2 separate regions of the Sus scrofa genome follow, and region 1 is linked to region 2. Evidence: chromatin contacts called from public HiChIP or PLAC-seq data. All regions are on one chromosome and are shown on one strand. The core of a region is the stretch at or near the end of the contact, and the rest is flanking DNA. Distances in the headings are between cores, read along the strand shown. Region 1 holds the start of LOC100522725 (cytochrome c oxidase subunit 8A, mitochondrial). Region 2 holds the start of MACROD1 (MACRO domain containing 1).

Region 1 (5,595 bases), core at 3,045-5,544, 160 kb after region 2:
GGGCATTTTCCTCCTGTAAATGCCTCACATCCCAGTTCACCCCAAGTCTGTTAAGGATCCCAGTTCACCCCAAGTCTGTTAAGGATCCATCCACTGGTGCCAGCCCCTCCCGCTGGCCTCGCAGCGCCAGAATGACGCATTTGTTTCCTTAGTGCAGACTCGGTTTAGAACAACGCAAATGAGAGGTCAGAGGTCTGGCATGGGTTCCGTCAGACTAAAATCAAGGTTTGTGCAGGCTGTGTTCCCTTCAAGGGGCTCTGAGGGAGAATCTGCTTCCTACTCATGCAGGCTGTTTGCAGAATCAGTTCCTTGAAGCTCTGGAACTGAGGTCCTCCTGTCCTTGCTGGCTGTCAACTGAGGGCTGTCCTTAGCTTCTAGAAGCCACTGCACTCCTTGGAAGGCAGCCCATTTCTCCACCTTCTAAGCCCTGCGGCTGGCAGGACCCTCGGGTGGCATGTGTGAGATGCCAGTTATCTTCCGGTCCCGTCCACCTTAAGGACTCCTATGATTACACTGGACCCACTGGGTAATCTCCCATTTCAACACGCCAGATCCTTAAGCGCTAGGCCACAAGGGAACTCCCGCAGTCCTCTGCTGACACATCACCTGCCACGAAGGCAGCCACCCCTCCAGCCCGTGTGCACCCTAGGGCAGACATCCACGCCTCCAGACGCAGGATAATGACAGCCAGCCAGACACTGCTTTCCAGGAGGACAAGCAACTTGCTTGCACATAAGGCGGCCCCCAGGCCTCTGACATGGTCAGGAAGAAGGGACACAGCAAGGTGATCAGAGGTAAGGCCCAGTAAAGGACAAGGGAGGAGGGGCTTCCAGCACAACAGCTTGCTCACATGGTAAACTCTCCCATTCACCCAAATCTATGGTCCTGCCCCTTCAAGACACTGCAGCAGCTGCTGGCAGTGGGAGAGCAAGGGTCCTGACGAAGCGGCCTCGCAGTCTGGGAGGCGGGTCGAGATGCACACCTTTGGACGAAGGTAGCTGTCCTGGGCCAAGGGGATCACTGCATCCCTTTGGGCTCCAGGGGCACAAAAATAGGGAGACACCAAATCAAACGCCTTGGCAGGGCAGAGCTACCATACGAAAGACAGCTCTCCTCTCAGAGACTCACGGCCTAATCTGTGCCCACAGCAACCAGGGGGTACTGGACACCCGCCAAAAAGACTAGACAGGAGTTCCCATCGTGGCGCAGTGGTTAATGAATACAACTAGGAGCCATGAGGTTGCAGGTTCGGTCCCCAGCCTTGCTCAGTGGGTTAAGGATCCGGCGTTGCTGTTGAGCTGTGGTGTAGGTTGCAGACTTGGCTCAGATCTGGTGTTGCTGTGGCTCTGGCATAGGCCGGCGGCTACAGCTCCAATTGACCCCTAGCTGGGAACCTCCAGTCAACATCAATCAGGAAACAGGGGCTGGAGAGAGGAGTATTCAGACAACCTGGGCCTAAAGCCACCCACACCCTAGAACCCTTCAGCTCTTACCCGGCATCTTCGCCCTCCATCCGGCAGCTCCACAGGTGACACTGAACCTGTGTCTGCTCAGAAATCATTCAGGTCACCCCCACAAAGAGGATGCACAGGAGAACGAAAGCCTCATCCTCCTCCAGAGATAGGACCAGGTTGGAGCCTTCCTTCCACACTGGCAGTCAGAATTCCAGCTCAGCGGGAGCAAGTGCTTCACGTGCCTGTCCCAGCTAAGGAGGCACCCAGGCAAGAATCACTGCGGAAGGACCCTGGGGAGCAGCGATTCTCCAAGTCAAGGAGGGCCGGGGCCGGGGAAGCAGGCAGGGAGAACAAGAAAGCCAGTTGGTGTCTAAGAATTTACCCCAGATGCAGCGCTAGAAGGAAAGGGGTCCCAGGCTGACATAAAGATGCAAGATTCGGAGTTCCCGTCGTGGCGCAGTGGTTAACAAATCCGACCAGGAACCATGAGGTTGCGGGTTCGATCCCTGGCCTTGCTCAGTGGGTTAAGGATCTGGCGTTGCCGTGACCTGTGGTGTAGGTCGCAGACATGGCTCGGATCTGGCGTTGCTGTGGCCATGGCGAAGGCCGGCAGCTACAGCTCCATTTAGACCCCTAGCCTGGGAACCTCCATGTGCTGCGGTAGTGGCCCTAGAAAAGGCAAAAAGACAAAGGAAAATAAAAAGATGCAAGATTCTATAATAATGTGACCTGCCCCCCCCCGGGAAAGGCCATGAGCACCTGAGAAGTGGCTGGAGTCCACCGACCAAGGACAGGGAAGGCTGGTCCTGCAGAGAGAGGGCTTCCAGCCGCAGAGTGGACCCCACTGGACAGACAGACACAGGGTCTTGGGCTCGGCAAAAACAAGAGAGCTAGAGGGGAAGCAGGAAAGGCTGCCCAATGACAACAGGGTTTGTCCTCCACAGAAGCCAGAAGCCATGTAAACAGAGGCAAGCACACAAAGCAGCAAGGATAATGGCTGAGCACACCCGACCCACCACAGCGCAGGGAGCCGGCAGGACCATGGGGCGGCCAGGCCCTCCTCTCCACACCCCACCCAACACCATCCTCAGCGCGAGTAGGAGACGGAGCCCAGGTTCCAAGGCATGAGGAGTTTCTGCAGCAGGGTTTAAACAGACTTTATTGTTACAAGGGAGGCCCTACCAAGCAGGCCTTATAAACCAATACATGTGGTCCCAGGATGTCACCATGGAGGAATGGAGAGGTCATGGCTGCAGAAGAGGTCACTGTAACTGAAGGACATGATCCCAAGGAGGCCGGCCAGGGATGCAGCAGACATGTCAGGACAGGCTGGGGTGGCCAGGTCACAGCGCGAGTGAGCGAGGGCAGCTCCCTTCACTCCCGCTTCTTGTAGCTGTCCAGGTGTGACAGGACCCAGCCCGCGGGCAGGAGGAAACTCACGAAGCAGGCGGTGAGCGCGATGGTGACATCCTGCACAGGAGAAGGAACCCCCAGAGTAAGGCTTCCACAGGCTTCTCAAACAGCAGAAAGCCCCTCCAGGAACCAAGATTCAGGCTCCAGGGGAGGGGAGGGGAGGGCGGTAGCAGATCCACGGCGCCCTTGAGCCCTTAAGGTAAAGAGTCAGATGTGGGGGTGGGGGGTCAGCCTGGGGGTCAGGATCCATGGTGAAACCTACCACCAGATGACAGTGAAGGGACAGGAACAAGGATTTAAACGTGTCCTAGAGCAGGTATGCTGGGACCTAGGAACCTTGCATAGACCAGTAACTCTAAAAAAAAAAGCACCTCCCCCTCCCATGAGGACGCGGGTTGGATCCCTGGCCTCGCTCAGCGGGTTAAGGATCCGGCGTTGCCCTGAGCTGTGGCGTAGGCTGCCAGCTGCAGCTCTGATTAGACCCCAAGCCTGGGACCTTCCGCATGCTGCGGGAGAGACCCTAAAAAAAACAAAGAAACAACTCACACAACCAGGGGTCAGGCTTGAGTTCAAATGCCTTCTTTGCCACTTCGCTTGGTCAACCACGAAATGGAGATTAACGGCCCTTTCCTGGGGTCACTGGCAGGACCGAAGGAGACCAGCCCGGCAGTCCTAGCACCGTGCCTGGCACACAGCAGCCACTCAGCTGCAACTACTGTCACTGTTATTCCTCCACCCGCTGCGCTCTCCAGGCTCTGCTCCTAACCGCAGGTCCACTAACCTGGACTCTGAAAGCTCGCATTCAAGGCCGACTGCTGCCACTGAGGCAATTGCAGAAAAGGGCCAAACAGGTGAAAGTCATGAAGGGTTAAACTCTCCCATATTTCTGAGAATTACTAAGGCCTACTGGGGTCCTCCTGACCCCCCCCCAATAATTAAAAGCGCCGACAGCCGTCAGCCACCCCCACCCCCTTCAATAAGCCAAGGTGTAAACAGGCTCAGGCAGAGCAATGGAAGCTTGCTCGAGCGTGCACAGCGAAGGAGTCAGGGCTGGACTGACTGAGCACCGTCTGTCGCCCGGGCACCGTCCCCTCGTTTGCGCCCCCCAGACCTGCCCAAACCAGTGCTGCTGCTCCCTGCTATGCTGAGGGCCCCCGGCAGGGCCCGCGGCATCTCCCAGGCCCTTCGCGGCCTGCTCCTTACCATGGACCCGAGCTGCTCCCGCGGCGGCTTGGAATGAACCTGGGCACGTGGCACCAGGAGCCGTCGGGCCGGGCCTGTCAGGCCCCTGAGCAGCAGCGGAGTCAGCGCGGACATCACGGCAAACAGCCGCCTGCAAACAGCTCGCAGCCGGAGCCCAAGGTCGCGAAGTCAAAATGGCGGCCTCAGCCGGAAGTTCCGCGGCTGCGGAGGCAGGGGAGAAGAGCGGCCCGGAAGTCCCTAGGAAGTGACGTAGGGATTCACCTCCTGCTGGCCCCTGTCAGTTTTTGGCGCCTTCCTCAAAACAGCCAATCGACTCCATCTTACCACCGAAGGGCGGAGCACGGGGGCGGAGTTACTTCCCTTCATGTCCCGCCTCCAAGGCAGTCCATCTTCGTGAGTGCCAGATGTGACTACCCAATCACATAAGCCAACAGCCTAGGCGGCACCCTTGACTCCTCCCTCCATTCATTCTCAAATCTCTATTCAGTAATCCCCTCTTCCCGCCAGGCTTCCTTTATTTCTGACCTGAATGTCTGGAACTTCCTTATGGAATCTCCCCGTCTACTATTCTGCTCTCCACTTCCTGTCTCCATGCGGTAGCAGCCGACCTTTCTCCCGACCTTCCTCCCTTGTCTTTATTTTTTCAGGGCCGCCCCTGCGGCATATGGAAGTTCCCAGGCTAGGGGTCCAATCAGAGCTGCAGCTACGGGCCTATGCCACAGCCACAGGGACTGACTCCAAATCCGAGCTACAGCTTGCTGCCTTTGCCGGATCCTCAACACATTGGCAGAGGCCGGGGATTGAAACTACATCCTCATTGATACTAGTCAGGTTCTTAACCTGCTGAGCCACGATGGGAACTCCCCTCCCTTTAAACATAAATCTAACCAAGTCCAGTCATTACACCTACTTTAAAAACCCGTGGCTCCTCATTGCTTACTAGACAAAAATCTCAATTCCTGAATGTCACTGTCCAGCCTATTCTACCCTCCTGGCTCTGTGGTTCTTCCCTGCACCCCCACTCCCCCATCCCAAGTCTTTTGTTTCTTCGGATCTTGTGTTCTATAGAACACTTTTTCAGCTCTTACCTACCTAGCCTTTCTTTTTCACCACTGAAACTCCTCCTTCCAGGCCTCCACTTACTGATACAACTAACTTTAGTCAACAAATATTGGAGTTCCCCTCGTGGCTCAACAGTTAATGAACCTAACTAGTATCCATGAGGTTTTGGGTTTGATCCCTGGCCTCACTGAGTGGGTTAAGGATCGGGTGTTGCTGTGAGCTGTGGAGTAGATCACAGACGAGGCTCGGATCCTGTGTTGCTGCAGCTGTGGTGTAGGCTGGCAGCTACAGCTCTGACTTGACACCTAGCCTGGGAACTTCCATATGCCGTAGGTGTGGCCCTAAAAAGACAAAAAAAAAAAAAGACAAAAAACAAAACACACACACACAAAACAAATATTTACTAGTCCCTGCTGTGTGCCAGGAACTGTTCTGGACACAGACTGAGCAAGGTGACCAAGGA
Region 2 (4,841 bases), core at 1,450-3,949:
CTGCTGTGTGAGAACAGAGCTAAATCCTGGCAAAAAGAAACGGGAGTTCCCATAGTGGCTCAGTGGAAACAAATCTAATATCCATGAGGACGTGGGTTCGATCTCTGGCATTAAGGATGGGATCTTTAAGTGGGTTAAGGATCTGGCATTGCCATGAGCTGTGGTGTCGGTTGCAGATGTGGTTTGGATCTGGCATGGCTGTGGCATAGCAGGCTGGCAGCTGCAGCTCTGATTAGCCCCCTAGCCTGGGAATGTCCATGTGCCGTGGATGTGGCCCTAAAAAGCAAAAAAAAAAAAAAAAGCATCCGGTGTTGGCACTGCTGTGGCTCTGGTTACAGCTGTGGTGTGGGTTTAGCCCCTGGCCTGGAAACTTCTGCATGCTGCAGGTGTGGCCAAAAAAAAAAAAAAAAAAAAGAAAGAAAAACAGACAAACCAACTCAGATGCCCAGGATGTCCAGGGTGATTCAATGGCCTAGCCTTGGGAGACGAATTTCAGACCATACAGAAGGCAGCCTCCTGATAGGCACTGAGAGTTTCTACTGCCGGGTTCCCTGCTTCTCCTTGTCCTCCTCCCTAGACTTTGCCAGGAAGGGTGTAGTAAGTAGAATAACGACCCCCAAAGATGTCTGCATCCTAATCCCCGGAGCCTGTAAATATGCTGCCTTACGGGCAAAAGGGAGTTAAGGGCATAGATGGCATTAAGGTTGCTAATCAGCGGAGTTTAAGTGGGGAGATGATCCTGGATTATCCTGGTGAATTCACCGTAATCGCACAGGTCCTTGAAAAATGCAAGAGGGAAGCAGAAGCAAGTCAGAGGGAAAAGCCACTAGGGAAGACTGGTCTGAGTTATGCGACACTGCTGGCTTTGAAGATGGAGGAAGAGGGCCGAGAGTCGAAGAAGGGGGGTGGTCTCTGGAAGCTGGTGCTGACACCGTGATTTTAGCTCAGTGAGACTCAGCTCAGACTTCTAACCTACAGAACTTTAGGAAAATGAATTTTGTTTGTTCTTTAAGCTGCTAAATTTATGATAATTTGTTATAGCAACAATAGGAAACTCAAACACAGGGTCACCCACATGCTTCATTGCCTGAATCAGTTACATCTGCCTAATGACTTTCCAGACCACAGATGGGAACCAAACAACCTTGAGCTCAGCCTGGGCTCTGACCCTCAAAGGCCGTGTTGGCCTTGAGCCAGTCCTGGCTTCTTATCTGTGCTCTGGGGCAGTGCTGCCTCGCCAGGAACACATATTGAGTTAAGAAAGGGAGAGCAAATGGTTGTAGAGGGCTTATCTTGGCAAGGGCTGGTACCTCGTACCCTGTGGGTGGTTGCTGTCCTGGATGCAGTTGGCAAGGCCCTTCTTACACGGCTGAGTTACTGGAGAAGCAACAAGTGGCTTCCTGTCCCCTGGTTTATGATGGTCCCTCTCTACCCTCCCTCCCAGGGCTGATCACTGTCTACCTCCCGGTCTACAGGTCTGCTGCTGATCCTTTCTTGGGAACCATGGTGACGTCAGCTGCATCCACAGGGGGCTGTTCTGTGATCCTCCCTGCAGTCCTGTCCAGGGTTCCTGCTACACAGCACCAGAGAGGCCAGGTACACAGAAGCAGGTCTGCAACCAGCTAGACCTGAACTATGTCTTCCTCCTAATTTTTTTTTTTTAATTGTCTTTATAAGGCTGCACCAGAGGCATATGGAGGTTCCTGGGTTAGGGGTCGAATCGGAGCTGTAGCTGCCGGCCTACACACAGCAACGCTGGATCCTTAACCCACTGAGCAAGGCCAGGGATGGAACCTGCGTTCTCATGGATACTAGTTAGATTCGTTTCCGCTGAGCCACATCAGGAAATCCTTCCTCCTAATTTACAGCCCAAGAAGCAAGTCACAAGGGTAAGAGTGAGCAGAGCTGGTACTAAAACCTTCTCTGGAACCCTGGCTCCTTGTCCCAGGTTTTAAAAATATGCACTATTATATTTATCCAATAATAAAATGGTATAGAAAGACAATGTATTTTAAAAATCTACCTTTACAGTCCTTGTAAGAAATTAGGAAAAATATGAAGAAAAAAATCATCCCAATTCTTCCACCCAAGAACGCTCTTGGAGCTCTAGTTTTTTGCCTTCAAATTCCAAGATTTCCAGCTTTGCCTCCTCAGCTGCTCTAGCTTTGGTTCCAGCCGCGGCCCCGCGCGGCCCCGCGCATCTCTGCCCCTGGGGCTAAGAGGCAGCCGCTCAGCGGCCTGGGGAAAGTTGCCCAACCGGACATACCTGTTCGTGCCACTCGTCACCTTCCCAGGGCCGCTTGGGACCCGCGGCTCTCAGGAACTGGGGACAGGGTGGGGCCGCTTGACCCCTGGGGAGCTGCGCTCGGCTCTGTACCGAGGGGCGGAGGGGGGCCGGGGTCGCGCGCGGGAGGCGCCTCGGCCCAGGAAGTTGGCGGTGGCTGGGCCAATCCCGAAAGAGCGCACGGCTGCCGGCGACCCTCCGAGAGCAGGGCTTGCGTGCGGCTCGACCCACGCAGGCCCAGGCGGGGCGCGCACGTGTGTATAGGAGTGTGCGGGCCCCTCCGGCGGCCGGGACTACAAGTTCCAGGGTGCCCAGCGGCGCGCCCGGGTTTTCTGGCCGCGCGGCTCGCTGGCTCCCGAGCAGGTCGCCGCGGGCTGGCACGAGCCACCCGGTCCCCGTGTAAATAAGGGAGAGACTCTCCTAGCACCGTAAATAGAGTCCAAGTGGGCGGGGAGCCGCCCTGCGCCGCCCGCTCATGTCTCTGCAGAGCCGAGTGTCCGGCCGCCTGGCACAGCTGCGCGCGGCGGGGCAGCTGCTCGGCGCCCCGCGCCCCTGGCCCGGCCCCTCAGCGGGTGCCACGCGGACCCGCAGCAGTGCGTGCGGTCCCCCGGCGTCCCTGGGCGCGTACGACTCCGGCGCGCGGACCCCAGCGGGAGTTGGGGCTGGGGGGGCGGCAGCAGTGGGGCGGAGAGCCGGGGTGCGCACCTGGGCCCCCCTGGCCATGGCGGCGAAGGTGGACCTGAGCACCTCCACCGACTGGAAGGAGGCAAAATGTAAGTGTAAGCAGGAGGGGGGCGAGGGCCGAGGGCAGCCCTACTTGGGCCTTCACCGGCTGGACGGCACCCCACCAGCAGCCTCGTCCACCCCAGAGACCTGGGGAAGTTAAGACCCCCTGTCCCCTGGTAGGGACACCCCCCCTTCACAGCCACGCCCCCCATGTGCCCAGTGCCTTGAACCACCTAGCACCAGACCAGGTCTAGGTCCCCAGTCGAGGGGTGTGTGAGGAGGGTGGCCTCCCCTCGCTGGGATGGGTCACACGGCACCTGCGGAGATCATCGAGGGCCTGCTGCCTACTCTGTTGTGCAGAAGGGAAACTGAGGCTCAGTGCCTGAACCCAGGAGCCCAAGGTCACTCGGAGTTTGCTTCAGATCTGAAAGAAGGCTCTGAACTCCCCAGGCTTTGCAAAGTACGGTTTCTCAAGTGATGGCATTTTAGGCAGAGTGGCAGGGAATGGGCAGAGGGAACAGCTCTGGGGCTGGTGTCCCACCTGGTGGGATCAGATGGCCAAGAGGAGGGGCCTCTCTGTGCAGGCGGGATCCCCCCCATCGCTACCCTGGGAGCCTGCCTCTCTGGGCACGTGGTCTGGTGCCCTTTTGCCCTTATCGCTGGCCTCTGGCCACTTGTGAGCAGTTTCTGTCTCATTCCTGGGGAGCACAGGGCAGAGGAGCTGGAGGGCATGGCAGAGATAGTGCATTTTGTCTGAGAACAGTGACACCCCCTCCCGCCCACCCCCAGGAATCAAGCCATTTCCTCCTGCTCAGGGGCAGGGCATGAGTCCTGGTGGGCATGAGGCCCAGGGCTGGACTCTGGGCCTGGACCGAACAGGGAAGGCAAAGCAACCTGACCTGCGGAGCCGCAAATAGCCCCAGCTGCCCCTGCCCTTCAGGGCCTGCTCCCTGGGCTCTTGTGACCATTCCCGGCTGGATCCCCTTTCAAAAGGGCAGGGACGGCAGCTCATTGGCTGGGCCCATGTGGTGGAGTGGGTTTCAGCCAATGGGGCTGGGAAGGCAGGCCTGGGGCGGGGTGTGGTTGGGGGCCAGCAGACGGCGTCCTCTCGGGATTGGAGGTGGAGTTCAAGATGACTTGCCCCTGTCAGGAACTGCGGCACCCTCCCGGGGATCTTAAAGCGCCGGCAGGAGGCACTTGACTTTGCTCTTGGAGCGCAAGGAGTGTTTGTCACGCCCCCAGCTCTGGCCCCAGAACACCCTGGTGGGGAGTAGGGGGTTTGCCCCGCAGGGATCCCCACTTTCCCTTCTTTTCAGAGAACGGCAGCTCAGGGTGGTAGGAAAGAGAGCTGGGGCAGCTGGGGACCCAGGCACCGTTCCTTCTAGGACCCAGCTCCCCGCCCCCTCCCAATCGTTGGTGCCGCCCCAAACTTCCAGACCCCATGCAGCTGACAGGCCAGCCATTCCCAGCTGTTGGGCTTGCCATTCATTGAGTCCATTTTTATCAAGTGCTTTCTATGTAACCAGCACTGCCATGGTGCTGGGGAGACAGGCAGGGGCCCTGCCCTCCCAGAGCTTAGGGAGAAGGGACTGCAGAGGATGTGACCAAGGCAACCAGACAATGCCAGGTAGAGGTCAATGCAGTGGAGAAGCCATGGCGGATGGGGCTGGCCGAATCCAGTGTCCAGCCAGGGGGCAGTGTGAGGCGGGTGGGCTTGCCTCAGGAGCGCCGGCAGCCCTTAGATGGTAGCTTGTGGGAGTGAGACACAGAGAGATCTCTGTGTTTTAGTGGCGTCTTGCTGCATAATAACAAATTACTGGACATTTAGCAG

The links. HiChIP or PLAC-seq counts read pairs in DNA pulled down with a chosen protein or histone mark.
Region 1: an H3K27ac HiChIP or PLAC-seq map of skeletal muscle shows a contact between it and region 2. The contact joins the promoter of LOC100522725 here to the promoter of MACROD1 in region 2. A contact is called at or near these places in 4 of 5 promoter capture datasets (fetal liver, liver and skeletal muscle), 2 of 47 Hi-C or Micro-C datasets (both in liver) and 2 of 2 datasets of contacts at active chromatin or transcription factors (alveolar macrophages and skeletal muscle).

What each region holds. Positions count from the first base shown.
Region 1 is chr2:8,099,019-8,104,613 of Sscrofa11.1, forward strand. It overlaps LOC100522725 (cytochrome c oxidase subunit 8A, mitochondrial), which reads right to left and starts at 4,295. Exons shown (of 2, transcript XM_003122583.5): 1 at 4,071-4,295; 2 at 2,591-2,924. The coding sequence starts at 4,184. The coding sequence ends at 2,829.
Region 2 is chr2:7,936,426-7,941,266 of Sscrofa11.1, forward strand. It overlaps MACROD1 (MACRO domain containing 1), which reads left to right and starts at 2,700. Exons shown (of 11, transcript NM_001204770.1): 1 at 2,700-3,057. The coding sequence starts at 2,760. It overlaps STIP1 (stress-induced-phosphoprotein 1), which reads right to left and starts at 2,575. Exons shown (of 15, transcript XM_003353794.4): 1 at 2,267-2,575.